Linked DNA regions of Hordeum vulgare: region 2 is linked to region 1. The links are chromatin contacts, called in public Hi-C maps. All regions are on one chromosome and are shown on one strand. Each heading gives the region's core, a stretch centred on a gene start, on an enhancer-like site or on the middle of the called end of the contact. The rest is flanking DNA. Distances are from core to core; before and after follow the strand shown.

The links. Hi-C and Micro-C count contacts between places; a contact is called where the count stands out from the background.
Region 2: a contact with region 1 is called in a Hi-C map of leaf, with 2.7 times the contacts expected there. The contact joins the promoter of LOC123405842 here to the enhancer-like site in region 1. A contact is called at or near these places in 4 of 6 Hi-C or Micro-C datasets (leaf and seedling).

Annotation. Positions count from the first base shown.
Region 1 is chr1H:31,514,946-31,521,364 of MorexV3_pseudomolecules_assembly, forward strand. No RefSeq gene overlaps it. Among protein-coding and RNA genes, the nearest start is that of LOC123396080, 13 kb to the left of the region's middle. Within about 2 kb of position 4,271, at least 3 of the 3 cell types and tissues checked have open chromatin away from gene starts, as enhancers often do. A contact at or near this core is called in leaf and seedling, where this site is marked.
Region 2 is chr1H:31,614,587-31,620,452 of MorexV3_pseudomolecules_assembly, forward strand. It overlaps LOC123405842 (adenine/guanine permease AZG1-like), which reads right to left and starts at 2,031. Exons shown (of 1, transcript XM_045099379.1): 1 at 35-2,031. The coding sequence starts at 1,828. The coding sequence ends at 95.

The DNA.
Region 1 (6,419 bases), core at 3,021-5,520:
CCATCAACGTGTTGCCATCGGGGTTGTCGTGCTACTTATGCTATTACTACTAAAGCTACATCCTAGCAAAATAGTAAACGCATCTGCAAGCACATATGTTAGTATAAAGACAACCCTATGGCTCCTGCCGGTTGCCGTACCATCGACGTGCAAGTCGATATTTCTATTACAACATGATCATCTCATACATCCAATATATCACATCACATCGTTGGCCATATCACATCACAATCATACCCTGCAAAAACAAGTTAGACGTCCTCTAATTTGTTGTTGCATGTTTTACGTGGTGACCAAGGGTATCTAGTAGGATCACATCTTACTTACGCAAACACCACAACGGAGATATATGAGTTGCTATTTAACCTCATCCAAGGACCTCCTCGGTCAAATCCGATTCAACTAAAGTTGGAGAAACCGTCACTTGCCAGTCATCTTTGAGCAAAGGGGGTTACTCGTAACGATGAAACCAGTCTCTCTAAGCGTACGAGTAATGTCGGTCCAAGCCGCTTCAATCCAACAATACCGCAGAATCAAGAAAAGACTAAGGAGGGCAGCAAAACGCACATCACCGCCCACAAAAACTTTTGTGTTCTACTCGAGAAGACATCTACGCATGAACCTAGCTCATGAGCCACTTTTGGGAACGTCGCATGGGAAACAAAAAATTTCCTACGCGCACGAAGACCTATCATGGTGATGTCCATCTACGAGAGGGGATGAGTGATCTACGTACCCTTGTAGATCGTACAACAGAAGCGTTAGAGAACGTGGTTGATGTAGTGGAACGTCCTCACATCCCTCGATCCGCCCCACGAACAATCCCGCGATCAGTCCCACGATCTAGTACCGAACGGACGGCACCTCCGCGTTCAGCACACGTACATCTCGACGATGATCTCGGCCTTCTTGATCCAGCAAGAGATACGGAGAGGTAGAAGAGTTCACCGGCAGCGTGACGGCGCTCCGGAGGTTGGTGATGATCTTGTCTCAGCAGGGCTCCGCCCGAGCTCCGCAGAAACGCGATCTAGAGGAAAAACTATGGAGGTATGTGGTCGGGCAGCCGTGAGAAAGTCGTCTCAAATCAGCCCTAGTTGCTCCATATATATAGGAGAAGGGAGGGGGGACCTTGCCTTGGGGTCCAAGGACCCCCAAGGAGTCGGCCGAGCCAAGGGGGGGAGGACTCCCCCCCAAACCGAGTTGGACTTGGTTTGGTGGGAGGAGTCCCCCTCCCTTCCCACTTCCTCCCTCTTTTTTTTTTCTTTTCCTTTGATTTCTTATTCTTGGCGCATAGGCCCCCTTGGGGCTGTCCCACCAGCCCACTAAGGGCTGGTGTGTCTCCCCAAAGCCTATGGGCTTCCCCGGGGTGGGTTGCCCCCCCCCCCCCCCGGTGAACTCCCGGAACCCATTCGTCATTCCCGGTACATTCCCGGTAACTCCGAAAACCTTCCGGTAATCAAATGAGGTCATCCTATATATCAATCTTCGTTTTCGGACCATTCCGGAAACCCTCGTGACGTCCGTGATCTCATCCGGGACTCCGAACAACATTCGGTAACCAACCATATAACTCAAATACGCATAAAACAACGTCGAACCTTAAGTGTGCAGACCCTGCGGGTTCGAGAACTATGTAGACATGACCCGAGAGACTCCTCGGTCAATATCCAATAGCGGGACCTGGATGCCCATATTGGATCCTACATATTCTACGAAGATCTTATCGTTTGAACCTCAGTGCCAAGGATTCGTATAATCCCGTATGTCATTCCCTTTGTCCTTCGGTATGTTACTTGCCCGAGATTCGATCGTCAGTATCCGCATACCTATTTCAATCTCGTTTACCGGCAAGTCTCTTTACTCGTTCCGTAATACAAGATCCCGCAACTTACACTAAGTTACATTGCTTGCAAGGCTTGTGTGTGATGTTGTATTACCGAGTGGGCCCCGAGATACCTCTCCGTCATACAGAGTGACAAATCCCAGTCTTGATCCATACTAACTCAACTAACACCTTCGGAGATACCTGTAGAGCATCTTTATAGTCACCCAGTTACGTTGCGACGTTTGATACACACAAAGCATTCCTCCGGTGTCAGTGAGTTATATGATCTCATGGTCATAGGAATAAATACTTGACACGCAGAAAACAGTAGCAACAAAATGACACGATCAACATGCTACGTCTATTAGTTTGGGTCTTAGTCCATCACGTGATTCTCCCAATGACGTGATCCAGTTATCAAGCAACAACACCTTGTTCATAATCAGAAGACACTGACTATCATCGATCAACTGGCTAGCCAACTAGAGGCATGCTAGGGACGGTGTTTTGTCTATGTATCCACACATGTAAATGAGTCTTCATTCAAAACAATTATAGCATGGATAATAAACTATTATCTTGATACAAGAATTATAATAATAACTATACATTTATTATTGCCTCTAGGGCATAAATCCAACACTTGGGCCTGAAACCCAGGCCCGACGGTCGGGCCGGGCCCTGCTCGGGCCTGTTTTTTTGTCGTGGGCATTGTCAGACCTGACCCGAGGTATGGCCAGGTAGAGCACACACAACTAAAATCTACCTTAAAGCCCTTAATTAGGTGAAAGCCACAACTCTATGCAATAGATCACGGCCTCCTCACAAACCCACACTAAGAGAAGTAGAGAAGGGGTAGTGGGCGGGCGGAGTAGCGGTGCTGACGATATGTGCCCGAAGATTGGCTATCCTAGGGTTTTAGGAGAAATGGTTGGTGACAAAGACCAACACTTTATGCTTTTGGTTCGAATGATTCGAATTATTTTAACCACGAACATGTTATGATTCTTGGAACATTTTCCCTTTAAATGTTGAAGTTCTTTATACTCCAAATTGCTTTAAAGAAATAAAACCAATGAAAATAAAAAATACGAAATAAAACAACAGGGGCGCCCAACCTCGCTTATGGGCCAGCCCATGAGGGCGTGGGAGGCGAGTAGGTGTGTGCTGGCATGTTGGCCTACGCCCCATGCGCCATTAGGAGGTCCCACACACATGTGTGAGATCCTATTCAATACTTATGGCGTTGTTTACTTTTTTGTTTCTCAATTTGCACACACACAACCTTCAATCAGAATGGACCGTCCATTTAACCATGTAGCGAGCAAACTCCTTCTAATTTTTGGAAGCTTCCGAGCCCGGTTTTGAGGATCTTATGGAAGCTTCTAGTTGGTTTTGCCTTTTTTTGCATCTACTCTTTCTCGATCTTTTTTCTTCTGTTTTTATTTGTTTGTTCTTTTTTATTTTTATTGTTATATGTAATTCATAATTTTTCTGAAATTTGCGAAATTTCTGAAATTTGTGAACTTTTTTTACCATTTTTTGTGTGGACTTTTTGCAAATTCGAGATTTCTTTAATTTGATGAACATTTTTCTCATCTTTTTTGTAAACTAATAATTATTTTTCAACAAATTGAACTTTTAAAATATTCATCTTTGTTCCTCATTTTTTTGCTTCATTTCTTTTTCAAAAGTCAACCAGCGATCTTGTGAGTGGTCAACTAGTCAATGATGGAGGGGTCAAGCCTGAAAACCGAGTGCGGGGGAGCGAGTAGTGCCATCTTTGCTTGTTGGGCTGGTCCACGAGGGTAGGACGTGCGTGTCGTTGTACTTACCTGGTGGAGTAGGCGCTGTATAAGGGGTTTTCCTATTTAGCGCTGCAGGCGCCGGTTTCTTCGATTTTCACCTAACCGGCGCGTGCAGCAACGTTAGCTGGGCTCGTCCCATTTCGTTCGCCCGTCCGTTCCAAAATTACGCAGAAGTAGGATTCAAACCGAGGTGCTCAGCGAGAAGATTGGTAACCACCCCACAACGTAGGAAGGAAGAAAATTAAAAAGTTGTGGATGTATTTAAAACTTAAAAGACTCAGGAAGAAAGAAAATTAAAAAGAAAATAAAACGGAAACAGAAAACAGAAAAAAGGAAAAACGGAAAATGAAAAAGAAGAAAAGAAGGAAACGATGATAAGGGACAAAATGACATATCTAAGCACATAAAGGCTCCGTTGTGGGCTGGTTACCAATCTTCGCGCTGAGCACCTCGGTTCGAATCCTACTTCTGCGCAATTTTTTAACGGACGGGTGAACGAAATGGGCCAAGCCAAGCTAACGTTGCTACAGGCGGTGGTTAGCTGAAAATCAAAAAAACGGACGCCTTCAGTGCCCTCTAAGTCAACTGGCGCTCGCTGCATCGCCCTGATGGGCTGGCCCACGACGGGCAACGCTAGCACAAACATCCTAAAAAAGATTGCTGCTTTAAACGGACGGGTGAACGAAATGGGCCAAGCCAAGCTAGCGTTGCTACAGGCGGTGGTTAGCTGAAAATCAAAGAAACTAGCGCCTTCAGTGCCCTCTAAGTCAACTGGCGCTCGCTGCATCGCCCTGATGGGCCGGCCCATGACGGGCAACGCTAGCGCAAACATCCTAAAAAAGATTGCTGCTTTAAAGATTCGAACTCAGGACCTTTCTTTCCTTCCTATGCTGTATTAACCACTAGAACTAGAAGCTAGATGTAATCAATACAACCTCAGAAATTCATAAGAACACTCTAGCCGCGTTGTTCCAACGAATGGAAGTTCACATATTTTTAAAAGTTCATGAACTTTTTTCTTTCAAAAAATCCTCACGAATATGGAAAAAATCATGAATATTGAAATTTCCATAGTTGAGAATAAAATTTCACAAATTTTAAAAAATATATCTAATTTAAGAAAAGTTTGTGAGTTTGAAAAAAGTTAACAGAATTGAGAAAGTTCACAAGATACCAAAAAGTTCACCAATTTGTTAAAAGTTAGCGAATTTTTAAAAACTTTTATCAAATTAGAAAAAAAATCATAAATTTTGAAAATTGTGCATCAAAATTAAAAAAAGTTCAGAGGAATTAAAAACAAATTCATCGATTTAAAAAAAAATTCATGGAATCTGAAAAAAGTTCATCGATTTGAAAAAGTTCATTGCATTTTTTAAAAGTTTATCAATTTATCTAAAAAGTTCATAGAATTTTCAAAAGAGGTTCATCAAATTTCAAAAAGGTTCACTGAATTGTCAAAAAGTTCATGAAGTTTGAAAAATGTTCACTATTTTGAAAAAAGTTCACAAATTTGAAGGAAAAAATCATCAATTTTAAAATAAGTTCATCAATTTTTAAACAATTCATGGGATTTGAAAAAGTTCATCAAATTTGAAAACAAAGTTTATCAAATTTGAAAAATGTTCACTGAAGTAGGAAAAAGTTCTTCAATTTTAAAAAAAATTTGGTCGGTCAAGCACGGGCCGTCGGATCCAGTCGAGTAGACCATCAGATTTAGAAAAAAAATGATTCGTCCAATGCTCTCTTCTTCCTCACGCAACGCCCTTATCTTCTCCCCCGCATCTTGCACACGTGCCCCCTTCCTCCCCGCATCTCGCGCAGCTTGTCGTGGCACGCGCTGCGCTCTCCTACTGCACACCTCCCTCTGGTCGCAGCACTGTCCCTCCCCTCCTGCTCCATGCTAGTTCTCGTCACCGGGATTCAAGGCAACCCCACACCAGCATCTTGTTTTTGTGCTCATCGCCGCGTTTGAAGCATCATGGCCTCGTGAATGGATGCAACAAAACACGTCGTCGGTAGTAGCTAAAAAGCGAGGCAGTTGCAACAAAAAATGTCATCCTCGTCACCGTCGGTCGCATCTCAATCATAAAAAGCAACACAGAAATACTTTTCAAAATCGTGAATTTCATTTTAACCACGAGCATGTTATGATTTCATGTATTTTGCCCCAAACAGTTTTTTTTACTTTAAATTTTGAACTTAATGTATATTCCCAGTTGTTAAAGAAGAAAACAGAAAAACAATAAAAATGAAATATACGGGATAAAAAAAACTGGGATGTCCCAGCCCACTTATGGGCCGGCCCATGAGGGGTGTTTAGGAGGGGAGTGGGTGCGTGTTGGCATGTTAGCCGGCGCCCCACATGCCCATTAGGAGGTCCGACACACACGTGTCACGTTCTATTCAATTCTTAAGGGTGTGTTTAGTTTTTGGGATAAGTTTGGGCGATTGAGGTTATCCCCAACCACTTGGCTAGGGATAGGACTTTTTGTGTTTGGTTAGGTGGGATGTCTAGTGGTTAGAGATAGCCATTTTTGTGTTTGGTCTAAGCGATTGAGGGAGGGATAGGTTGTGTTGATAACTGAAACATTCCTGCTATGACCGCGCATCATTTTAATTAAACAATTCCATATCGAAGACACTAGTGCACAACCACAACAATCTATGTATCAAGTACTACTGATGATAGGTGAACTGATCCACATCCTTATTATGCATCTTCTCATCGATTATGACCACCTCCGTCGCCACTCTGCATCCTAAGTATGTGGTGGCACGCTCCCATT
Region 2 (5,866 bases), core at 781-3,280, 97 kb after region 1:
TAATTAGCACTGAGACTAGTCCTTCTTTCTAAGAAAACAATTCACAAACAAAAGATAACTACAAGGAGAAAATGAAAAGGAGAAAGTGCTACTGCTAGGACATTTCCACGTGAGACACGTCTTTCCCACGTTGCCCATTGCCACTGGCACCGGCACTGCCATTGTTGCTACTTGAGATATCGGCTTGCGTGGCCTCGCCGCCACCCACCTTCCTACGAGGACGACAACCCATCCTGGCGGCGGCGTGGCACGCCCAGTCCCAGGAGTGGAGCAGCATGTAGGAGCCGATGCCGGCGATGAGGCCGTAGGCGATGGAGTAGGTGAGCGGCATGAGCGCCAGCGTCATGAAGGCCGGCACCGCCTGCCGCATGTCCTCCCAGTCCACCTCCGCCACGGCGCGCATCATCATCACGCCCACCAGCACCAGCGGCGGCCCGACCGCCCACGCCGGGATCGACGCCAGCAGCGGCGTGATGAACAGCGCCGCCGTGAAGTACAAGGACGCGGTCAGCGCCGTGAGCCCCGTCCGGCCGCCCTCGCGGATCCCCGTCGACGACTCGATGAAGACGGTGACTGGGGACGTCCCCAGCAGCGACCCGAAGACGATGGCGGTGGCGTCGGACATGAAGGCGAAGTACTGCCCCTCGAACTCCCCCGTCGCGTCGTCCACGAAGCCCGCGAAGCGCGCCATGGAGTAGAGCCCGCCGGTGGTGTCGAGGATGTCGACGTAGAGGAAGGTGATGAGCGCCTCCCAGAAGTAGCCGTGCCCGATGCCGCTGAAGTCGAGCGCGCCGGCGGTGGACTGGATGCGGTGGACGTCGAACACCTTCTTGAAGTAGGCGAAGCTCTCGTCGCCCGCGGGCGTGTCCGGGAACGCGGTGACGGCCGTGTTGCGCGGCCATGAGATGAACGTGACGAAGAGGATGCCGTAGATCATGGCCCCCTTGACCTTCTTGATGAGGCAGAAGGCGATGATGAGGAGGCCGACCACCGCGAGCCAGAAGGTCGGGGAGGTCATCCGGCCGGAGAGGCAGAGTATGCCGCCGGAGACCGTGCCGCCGGGCATCAGCGCCACGGTGCCGTTGGGGAACGTGACGACCGGCGCCACGGACGCGCGCTGCGACGCGGGGCACGCGCCGATGGTGACCAGCGTGGACGTGCTGAACCCGACGAGCCCGAACCCCTGGTTGCTCTGCAGCCCGATGAATGCCAGAAAGAGCCCGATCCCCGCGGACGACGCGATCCGCACGGGCTTGGGGATCAGCTGCGCGAGCTTGGACCTTAGGCCGACGAGGGAGATGAGGAGGAACACGAGGCCCTCGATGAAGACGGCGGCGAGCGCCTTGCGGTAGGAGAGCGTGCCGGAGCCGTGGAAGCCGACGACGGTGTACGCGAAGTAGGCGTTGGTGCCCATGCCGGGGGCGAGCGCGATGGGGAGGTTGGCGAAGGCGCCCATGATGAACGACCCGATGACGGAGGAGGCGGCGGTGGCGACGATGAGGTCGCGGCGCGCGCGGGAGAGGCAGGCGGCGTAGCCGGGGTCGACGGGAGGGAACTTGCAGGCCGGGGACGGGGAGGTGCAGTCGTCGACGGTGCAGGTGGCGCCGGAGTCGGAGAGGATGGAGGCGTTGACGGCGAGGATGTAGGCCATGGTGAGGAAGGTGGTGGTGCCGGCGCGGAGCTCCGTGGTGAAGGTGGTCCCGCGCGCGGCCAGGCGGAAGCGCCGGCCCACCCAGGAGCGCTCCACCGCGGCGTTGAGGCGGCCCACCCTCGTCGCCGTCGCGGCATGGCCGCCGTCATCCGTTCGCGGGATGATGGGGCTGGTCATGGCCGGCGACGTGTGGCTGGGGGAGTGCGTGTGGATGGATCTTTTTAATGGATGGGGATTGAGGCAGGGAGGGAGGGGGTTGGGCTGCCGCCGTCGCCGGAGTCAAACGCCGGGGTTGGGTGTGAGACGTAGACGTGTCCGTCCACACGGCCGGGGAGGGGAGGAGATTCCAAATCTCGTTGGGTATTTGGGGAATCTTTTGCGCACGTTTTTCGTCATTCCGTGTGAACGATGTGGTAAAAATATATTAGATGAAACAAACTAGGAGTACTAGTTACCCCGTGATGCACCATCTCCATTAAATTACTACAGATTTGCTAATTCTAAGTTGACTGTGAGGATGCTTGATACGTTTTAGTCTTATAACTAAAAGTAGTCAGACTAGATGGTGCTTGGATCCAAGAGACTAAAACTAGTCTGACTAAAACTAGTCTCTTTAAGAGGCTAAAGTTCCAAGCACCCCTGACTAAAGAGAGGCTAAACTAGTCTTGAGGCTAAAATCTTTTAGTCAGGGGTACCCCTACTAAATTGTGCACTAGTCCTCTTTCTCCTCATTTAACTCCTCATGCAAGTTCTGGATTGGACAGTTTGGAGGATAATAAATGCTCATTAACTTGATTTTAGTCTTTTTAGTACTTGGATCCAAGCATGGTGAGGCTAGCAAGTTTTAGTCTCACTACTTTTAGTCATGGGACTAAAACGTATCCAAGCACCTTCTAAAACTTGTACTAAAGAGACTAAAATCAAGTTAATGCGCATTTATTATTCTGCAAACCCTCCAATCCAGAACCCGTCTGAGGAGTTAAATAAGGAGAGAGAGGACTAATGCATATTTTAGTAGGGGTATCCCTCACTAAAAGATTTTAGCATCAAGACTAGTTTTAGCCTCTCTTTAGTCAGGGGTGCTTGAAACTTTAGCCTCTTAAAGAGACTAGTTTTAGTCAGACTAGTTTTACTCCCTTGGATCCAAGCACCCTCCCGGTATAAGATAGTACTAAATCTCAGCAACATAAGGACCGTCTATCTTAACATTTAGATCCATGAAACTAGACATTGATATCCATGCAAGCTTTTCATCTTTGTGAGTTATGAAAGCAAACGGTACAGTTTATAGGACAAGGCTGCTTTCATCCTCTCTTTAAAAAAAAGCTGCTTTCATCCTCGATAATCCGTTCTAATTCAAGTGGCCCGGAGAAGTTGCCAAAGTATCGATTCATCGATTTGAGTGGATATATCCTATTTTAGAAAAAATAAATATGTTTTTAAAGTGGTACCCCGAAGATGACGACGATAACTTTTAGAGGTCTGTTGGCCTTGCCTTCTTCATTGTTGGACCTTCCTTCATTTTTAGCTGTTGTTGTATGTGGTATTGCATCATCTTGCTCCATGTGCTCAAAGCGACACACAACTAAAACCTACCTTAAAACCCTTAATCGAGTGAAAGCTACAACTCTATCCAACAGATCGGGGCCTCCTCATAACCCCACAATGACAGCGCTAGAGAAGGGGGAGGGGGCGGGCGGGGAAGAGGTGGTGATGATGTCTGCCCAGAGGTTGGCTCTCCTATGGTTTTAAGAGAAATGGTTGGTGAAGACGACCAACTCTTTATGCTTTTGATTTGAACGATTTCGGGTATCGTTCTTGAATTAAACTAGTCACCCGATGATATACTTTGCCTCAAAATATCCTTCTTGCATTCTTCAGTTGGGAACACACCTTTGCATTGGATTAGGACATGATGCACCTTTTGGCTTAGAGAAAATGGGGGGTTTTGGAGAGAATAATTGTGGAGGAAGCTTAACTCTTTCTGCATTCGGTTTGAACAATGTGGTAAACTAGTCACGATGAGATAATATATTTTAAATTATCTTGCTTGCATTATTTAGTGGGCCGGGTAACACACCTTTGCATTGGATTAGGACAGGTTAGACCTTTCGGCTAAGAGAAAGTGAGAGCCCTTTTTGAGTTTGGTGAGGTGAACAGGAGATAGACGATGCTGCGATTTAGGGCAAGGGTTGATTTCTCTCACAATAATTCACTCTACTCAAGTGCTCCTAAGAAGCTGCTGGAGTAATGATTCATCAATTTGAGTGAACATAACCTTTTTTTAAAGTAGTGATCTAAATACTCTTACAATTCTTTTGAGAGGGAGTACAAGATAACCACCAAAGTTACGCCGGCCTTAAAAGGAAATACGACTAAGGTGAGAAAAAGTAAGGAACTATGAACGCCATTCGCCAGTCATGATTTCAGTATTATTACATGGTGTCTTTGAGGCTTGAGTGTACCTATAAAAAACGTTAGTCGATAAAACATGCGCCTTTCTAGTCACCCTGTTGAAAATGCAGTGCCCCGTCCCATTCCCATGCTGAATTTCTAACCGTAATGATCTTGCAAGCACGCAAACCATATATATTCTGAAACGAAGTTCCATCGATATATATTCTGAAACGAAGTTCCATGCCGAAAGGGACGGTGTCGGAAAAATGCGTGCCCGATAGCGTTAGTGCACTTGTTCTGGCAATGCCCGATAGCAATATCAGTGTGGTCGCAGGCGGCATCGTATGTCGGTTGCAGCTCTCTCCACCTAAGCAATTGGTCTTGCAACAGCAAGTCAGCAGCTATCATATCCAAAATGATAAGCAATGCACCGGCAGAGCACAGCAAGGCGATCAAAACAATGGTCATCCTAATTCTTGCTGAGATATGGAAGGAGAGAAACGAATGCACCTTCAGAAACAAGAAGGGGCAAGCCCAAGACATAAAGGAGGAAATCAACATAATCCTTAGGCTGTGGCGCGACGCAGGCGCAGTACAATTAGAGCATCCCTTTGGGGAACCATCATGAGAGACTCCTAGCTACCCCATCCCTCTTTTTTTTTTGCTGTTCTTCCTCTTACATCCTTGATCCATTGATCACCCCCCACCCTTTGATGTATTTCTTCTCTATGTGCTTCCTGCTATTTTAATTCAAACCGGCCATCGCCGGATCTTTAAAAAAAAATGCGTGCCCATGCTATGTTAAGGAACTGTCAAATACCTCAGCATGTGTGTGTGGTACAGATGTTGTGCGAGTTGGGCGCGTCGCTCTCACACTGCTTGGAAGAATAATCCTCTGATCCGTCGAGTAAGAATCCTCTAATTCTTCAAGCATGCATGCTTGGACGCGTCGCGCCGATGTCCGCAGGTCTTGCCGGTGAGAGCGAGGCGGCGAGATGCCGGCCGGGGATGCACAAGCACAAGGTAGCCAGCTAGCGTGTGCCTCTAGATGTGTATCATGTCAGTATCATGCGCACCGCATGAGCTACTTAAATTGACCGGCTGAATGCGATGTGTTCATACTTGGCAACAATATTGCTCGACTTGTTGGATGGTAAGTGCATGTACGTCCAACGGAAGGTGGCTTGCCGTGCTTGTCGATTGACTTTCTGTATCGAGAAATGTCCGGAGTTGACCCAAGGTATGTGCGGCAAAAGGTAAGGACAAAAGAAGTACAAGCCATCAGAACTGTTGCACGTGAGAAACCGAAATCTTGTAGACGGCTCGGCAGCTCTAGTCAAATAAACAGAGGTGTGTGCGCGTGTGTATGTGTGTGTGTGTTTTTTTGTTAAGTGCGCGCATGTGTGTGTGTGGGGGGGGGGGGGGGGGGGGGCGGATATGCAGCGCCCTCTGTGAAGTTCTATCCCAGGTAGTCGTAGCGGCGCTCACGGGCTATTCTCGTGAGCCGGCCCAGCAAGCGAACCGAGCAGTGCTCTCTCCCAATTGTTCGGTTTTTAGGGTACTCCCCTCAACCATTGAATAGTTGACCACTAACAAGTTGACCAAATATTTTCAGGAAAGACATGAATATGGAATATGAAAAGTGTTAGTATGTTTTCTTTTCACATGAAAGGTAAGTGTACATAATGATCTGAGTCATTAGAGCATCTACAATCAAAACTTGCAAATCCGACCCCACAAACGATCGCGGACGCGCTCGATCAATGACCGTGTGTGTCCATTTTAAGACCCTACTTGGTGGGTCCGGGGTGGGGTCAC